Linked DNA regions of Mus musculus: region 1 is linked to region 2. The links are chromatin contacts, called in public HiChIP or PLAC-seq maps. All regions are on one chromosome and are shown on one strand. Each heading gives the region's core, a stretch centred on a gene start, on an enhancer-like site or on the middle of the called end of the contact. The rest is flanking DNA. Distances are from core to core; before and after follow the strand shown.

The links. HiChIP or PLAC-seq counts read pairs in DNA pulled down with a chosen protein or histone mark.
Region 1: a contact with region 2 is called in an H3K27ac HiChIP or PLAC-seq map of embryonic stem cells, with 11 read pairs. The contact joins two enhancer-like sites. A contact is called at or near these places in 5 of 39 promoter capture datasets (the 3T3-L1 cell line, embryonic stem cells, liver and 1 more) and 2 of 115 datasets of contacts at active chromatin or transcription factors (embryonic stem cells and extraembryonic endoderm stem cells).

The regions. Positions count from the first base shown.
Region 1 is chr8:69,120,140-69,123,366 of GRCm38.p6, reverse strand. No RefSeq gene overlaps it. Among named protein-coding and RNA genes, the nearest start is that of Slc18a1, 33 kb to the right of the region's middle. Within about 2 kb of position 1,571, at least 174 of the 459 cell types and tissues checked have an H3K27ac peak or open chromatin away from gene starts, as enhancers often do. A contact at or near this core is called in embryonic stem cells and stem cell-derived epiblast-like cells, where this site is marked.
Region 2 is chr8:69,025,838-69,029,145 of GRCm38.p6, reverse strand. No RefSeq gene overlaps it. Among named protein-coding and RNA genes, the nearest start is that of Gm33103, 25 kb to the right of the region's middle. Within about 2 kb of position 1,540, at least 43 of the 459 cell types and tissues checked have an H3K27ac peak or open chromatin away from gene starts, as enhancers often do. A contact at or near this core is called in embryonic stem cells and stem cell-derived epiblast-like cells, where this site is marked.

The DNA of each region.
Region 1 (3,227 bases), core at 322-2,821, 94 kb before region 2:
GCTGGGATGTTAACATATCCTTGGGTCCCCAAAGCCGTCCATTTTGACCACTGCTGCTTTTGCTGTGCCACAGCACATGCCGAGGCACAAGGATCTACGTGGCAGAAGCTTCTAAAGAGGGTGTGTTTTCTGAAGTGGAGACCAAGCTGGCAGCAGGCTCTGTTCCTACAGGAGTCCCAGCCGTAAGGAAGAACTCAGTTCTGGCTGTATCTAATTCCTTTTGTGCTGATTGTCTTTCAATTTTCAAAGCTATCAAGAGGTTCCCAAATTAAATTGGTATTTGCTGAGGTGAGCTCCAAAAGTCTGTCCCCAGCGTTAGCTGTCTGGCTAAGAAGACACAAATACATGTAATTATAACACCCACTCTCCCACCCACTACTGCTCTGAGAAAGGGGAGAGGGAAGAAGTTTCAGGAGCAGAGTGGAGGAGGGGAGCTGGCTCCAGCGCCGGGCACCCCTCCATTTCATTATATGGCTTCAGGGCCCGGGTCAACCTTAATTACTGGAAGCTTCATTGTGTGTGTGGACCGGGTTGGGAGTGGGGAAGGGGAATGGGGAATGGGTAAAGGAGTTTTGTTACTCCAGCTAGCACCCTGGTTGAGTCATTTGACAGTGAGATACTAGAAACTGCCAAGAAATGGGTCTGTGGACACAGCCCTCAGCTCTCTGGGGGCAGGAAGACCAGGCAGTCTCACCCTTGTTTCCCCTTTAGCGAAATAAACAGGCTACTTAATTACTTTTCAGGGACCCATTTCTCCCCGGGCCACTGTATGTAACACAAACTAGGCTGCCCTGTCAATAGCTTGTTCTCTCAAGATTGTAGTTGCCAGGAATCCAAGATTAAGGCCTTGGTAGGGCCATACTCCCTCCTAAAGTTGCTGGGGCACGGGGCTGAGAGGATCTTTCCTCCTTCAGATCACAGGCTGTCTCTTGCCTTGGGGCTACAACGCTCCAAACTCTGCCCTGGCTTCAATTCATTTGGCCGTGGCCCCTTCATCTTAATCAATCACATCCAAAATGACCTTATTGTCTAACAAGGCCACATTTCGAACATGCTTAGGGATTAGGATATTAGCATATCTCGGGGGAGGGGCTCACGGAGACGAAACCCTAACAAGGGATGTTGAAAGGATCCAGACAGAGGCAGGTTTGTGGTAGCCACTTTTATTCATAGCACCTGAGGGGTAGACGCAGAAGGATCTCCATGGTTGCCAGGAAAGCCTTGGCAATGTAGTAAGACTTTTTTAAAAGAAAAAAGTGTGAGATAGATAGGTTCGCTGTGACTCTGTAAATGTCCAGATGGAAACAGACTGTAAAGAGAAGAGCTGCTAGACAGGGGAGGGTCCCTGAGGATGTCTAGCCAGTGGGCATTAACTTCTAGGGGTTGTTTAAACCCTCCCTCTGTTAGGAAGGGGGTGGGTAACTCACTCAAAGCAACTTGATTTCCCCCAGCACAAGACTGGGTCCCCAGAGTGAGGCACTGGGGCCAGACCCCTTTGAAGTGCAAATGCAGGTCCCTAGCGCAGCCCGACCCCGGAATAATCAGTGCCTCGCATCTGCTGCCCCGCTAGGTCTTTGCCGGAAGTGCGCCCTGCCAGCTGCTCTGTTCTCCGAGAGCCCCACTGGCTAAAGTCAGGTGTTTGTAAGGATCGCAGAGCCGGGTAATCAGCACTTAGCAGGGAGAGGGAATTAGAAAACAGTGTGTTGGTGTGCTCTGCGGCAGCTGCGGGCCCATTTTTGCATCTGCTTACAAACCTGCTGTCCGGGCGGCGACCCCTGCTGCTTTGCTTGGGCTTTGGGAGGGAGCATGGCCCTTTGTTTAATCGTAGCCTTCTGACTAGAGCCCTGGGGCATCTGGGCAGGTCTCAGAAAGGGGTGCGGGATGGGGGTGGGGGAGCAGATGAGTTTAGATCCGAGAGTAACTTGGTGATGAGGAAGTGCAGGCTTAGCTCACTGCGTCTTCGCGGTCCAAGCTGGCTGCTCTAGCTCATCTTCAGTCCAACCTCAAACCCCAGAGGTATTATTATCGTCATCATCATATTTTTTATTTGTTTCTTTTTAAACGAGACGCCCAAACCAGCACCCCAGACTGAAGGGGTCTGCTCCAAAAGCCAGAGCTTGCGAAGTCGATTGAGCAGAGATGACTGCAGTGTATATCTCTGATTCTGGGGCTTGAGTCCAGTTATCCATTTTTCCTTCTATAAAATATTAGTTGTCTGCTATCCTCTGAAAGGTTTGCCCTTTCAGAAAACACTTAGTATAGAGCACACGCACGCACACACACACACACACACACAAGCACAAGAGTATAATGCCAGTAACTGGGGTAAGTTACTTTGTCAGGAGCCATCTAGTACAGGCTAAGGCTAGCAGGTGGCCTTCCTGGAGGTGGCTCACCGTTTTTTGTTTCTTTTTGTTGTTATTGTTGTTGGCATGATCTTCGATGGGTGAGCTTGATGGCAAGGTCCCAAAGAGACTTCATCTCAGGATTGCTTCTTGTAGTTGATATGCCTTTCTTGTCGTTATTAAATTAATATAATAACCCCTGGGCATTAGCCCACCCTATTGGTCAGATTTCCTACAGATTAACATAAAGATAAACTTTCATGAATTAATGCTATTTTGATGAATTATTGATTCTATAGAATTTCAGATTTGATTCCAATAATTTTAAGAAAAAAGTTTTTTTTTTTTTTTTTTTGGTTTTGTTTTGGTTTTTTGGGTTTTTCGAGACAGGGTTTCTCTGTGTAGCCCTGGCTATTTTGGAACTCACTCTGTAGACCAGGTTGGCCTCGAACTCAGAAATCTGCCTGCCTCTGCCTCCCAAGTGCTGGGATTAAAGGCTTGCACAACTACTGCCTAGCTAAGAAGAAAGTTTTAAGAGCTGGTTTTAGTTGCTTTGCTAGAAAGATGTAATACTGTTAGAATCAAGATTAGAATGTTCCCACTCCTCATAATAGTAAGTAAAGGCTGCATAAATATAATGAGCTTTCATAATTACACTAAAAAGAGAAATAGGCTTGGGACAAATTTGTGTTCAAGGAAAAACATTTAGGTTCAAAGACAAAGTCACAGGTGTGCACTATGATAAGGCAAGGCCATGTAAAAACTGTTGCTTTGAACTTATAACAAGCTTGCAAATGGAAACACTGCCTTGAACTTAATAGCAACATCCTTCTGTAACTCCCATTTTATGTAACATTTTATCTCTGAGGTAATTTTCTAAAG
Region 2 (3,308 bases), core at 291-2,790:
TTTCTTAAGGGGCTCTCTTTTCTCTCCACCAACTTTCCCTTTCATGAGCTCATCTGCTTTTACTCTGCATGCTCATATCTGTGCCAGCAGAAAAGTTGTCCTAGTTTCTGCATGAGGCTCTCTCCCTCTTCCTTAGGCTCCAAAACCCACAAGTGGTACAAGGACACTTAGAAGGGTGTGGTGGGCAGGGTTAGAGAGCTGAGATCATTGTCTTGTCTCCCGAGCTAAGATTTCCTCACCCACCCAGCTTCCCAGCTTCCCAAGTGTTTTTTGGGAAAATACTCTTTTCTCCTTTGCTTCTCTCCTCTTCAATTTTTTTTTAAATAATTGGAGTGTAACACATCCAACATGTGTAAGTTTTGAGTGAGTACTGATAAATTTGTTTTATATATATATATATATACTTTTCTGATAAAGAAAGCATACACTTGTAAGCCTTCAAAGACAACAGTCTCCTCACACTTCTTCCCGGTGACTCACCCACTCCTACAAACCTCTGCGTTCTGTCCCCATTAATTAATTGTGTTGACTTTCAAAGAAATATTGACTTTCATCCATTTCTCAACTAAGATTCCTTTTCAGTTAGAACTTCATGATATGTGGTACTCTTAAAGGGCCTCTCACTTCATCCTGCTGGATTTGGCATGATGGTACCATTGTGCAGATGAAAAACTGAGTCAGATGTAAAATGATCAGCTTGATTTCAGATAGTCACTTCTCGTACAACAAATAGCAGAGCCTTATTGAACTCAGACCAACTTGGCTCCCAAGTCTGAGCACCTTCTCTTTTAAGCCAGTTATCCTTGTTAATGCTGTCTGCTTTTGAGTAATGTTTGGTAGACATTGGTAGATTGTTTCTGGCACATTCCTTTAGGAGATAACCAAGATATATACAATGGACAGAAGCCTAGAGTCCAGACTTAATCTGGATGGTGTCTGCCATGGAAAAGCCTTTATGTGTCTTAGTAACAAACTTACTCTGGCTGTCCCGTGTTGCTGCAAGGAGCAGAGGAGGGAGTGTATGACTGGGCAAAACCAGAACAAAGGATTAGTCTCCTCTAAAGGATCTGATGGTCAAGTCTTTCATAATTCTCCAGCTGTAGAGAAGAAAGGAGACTCGGATAGGGAGAAGCTTGGAATCCTCGGGAGGGGAGGGTGTTGTCAGCAAGCAGTGGGAGAGGTAGGGAAAGGAATGTGCGAGAGGAACAAAGGTTGGCGGGGTGGGTAGATAAAGGCTCTTGAGCAATCTCCAGGAGTTGTCCTCAGAAGAATAGATGAAAAGGCAAGGGGGTGGGGAGGCTGGAGGTGCAGCTCAGCGCTGGAGTTCATCCATGTGCTAGAGAGGAAAAACTGGAAAAGCTGTCTGGGCAGGAGGTGTGGAGATGGCTAGTCTCTGTCCCCAGTAGTTAATCTTCCCTGGTTATTTGATGGGATGCTTAGGGAGAGGTTTTTAAGACAATTGCACTTCTCCCTTTGGTCAGATAAGTGAGTTCCAGAGTGAGCCTGTTCCTGTGCTCAGGAGAGAAAGCAGACAAGGTCAGAGGAACCTGCATTCTGAGCAACTTCTCAGGCCTGATAGTGGATCAAAGCACCATCCCAGGGTATCTTTGCCTGAGCCTCAACAACATGGAAATTTACAGGTGTGATTATATGTCTTCAGATTCTGGGGTTGGGTTGGGGGCGGGGGAGAGAAGGAGACAGATTGTATCTAAGAAATGGAATCTTTAAGGGAAGGGAACCTGTCCCAGCCAATGTGCGAGTGTGAAGTGTGGCCAGAGAAGGGTCAGAAGGATTCTGAAGGTGGAAGGGGCTGTGAGAACATGGGGGTCTCAGATAGCTGGGAAAAGCGCAGACACAGATTCTTCAGAACTCTGATCCTGCAGAAGAGTGCCTCCTGCCATCTCGTGGATTTTAGCCCAGCGACATTTATTTTGGATTTCTATTCTACAGAACAGTAAGAGTTTTGAAAAAGATGTATTGTTTTAAGCCACTGAGTTTGTAGGATTTGTTCTAGTAGCAATAGAAAAATAAATACAGACATATACACACATGCATGTATGTAAAGAGGATGAAAGCTTAAGAAAAATCAGAGAATTATATACTTTTATTTTTTGTTTTTAATTAATTAATTAATTAATTAATTAATTAATTAATTTTGGCATTTCCTTTTTATTTAAAATAGATTATCTTCTCACATAATGTGTCCTGATAAAAGTTTTCTCTCCTCCTCCTCCTCCTCTTCTTCTTCCTCCTCCTCTCCTCCTCTTCTTCCTCTTCTTCCTCCTCCTCAGCCCTTCCCACTTCCTTTCCCAGCTGGATCTATTCCATTTCTGTTGTTTATTAGAAAACAAAGGGACCTTTAAGGGATAGTAAAAAAATATAATAAGATAAAACCAAAGCTAACATTGGAATAGGACAAAACACAAAACAGAAGAAAAGAGCTCTTCACACACACAAAAAAAATTAAAAGCATAAGAAATAGATCCACTTGTTATTTGCATACTCAGAATCTCATAAAACCAGTAAACTGGCCAGATGTGGTGGCACACACTTTTAATCCCAGCACACAGGAGGCAGAGTAAAGCAGATCTCTGAGTTTGAAGCCAGCTAATCTATATGAGCTGCAGGACAGCCAGGGCTACACAGAAACACTGCCTCAAAAACCAAAAACAATAAGAAAAAAAAAACAAAAACAATAAACTGGAAACCTAGTATATATGCGAAGGACCTGGGTTGGGGAGACAAAATAAAATAAAAATAAAAAACAAGATAAAATTAAAAAAAAAAAAAGAAGAAGAAGAAGAGGAAAAGCCCTAATCAGGACATTACGAGACAAGAAGCCTCCAAAGATGCTTCTGAGTTGTTTTGTGTCGGCCGTCTACTGCTGGCCATGGGGCCTACCCTTAAGAGAGGTTTGTTTCCCCAGTGAGACTCCCTCCGAGGAAACAAATTTTATTTTTATTTGCAAAGTGGTTATCAATTAGAGACAGCTGCTGGGTTCCAGTGGGGCTTGTATCCACTTCTCTTCTCAGCTGGATGAAAGAGCTGGTACACGGTGGCTGTGGCTTTAGTCTCTGTGAGTTCATGTGTGAAGGTCCTGTTGATTTAGAGGGCCTTGTTTTCTTGGTGTCCTCCATCCTTTCTGGCTCTTACACTCTTTCTGCTTCCTACTCTGAGAGTTTACTGAGCCCCAAGGGGAGGATGTGATAGAGACAATCTCTTGGGGCTGAGCATTCCAAGGTTACTCACTCTCATACTGTCTGGCTATGGGTCTTTGTCCTGTCTCGTTCTCTATCTGTTGCAGGAGG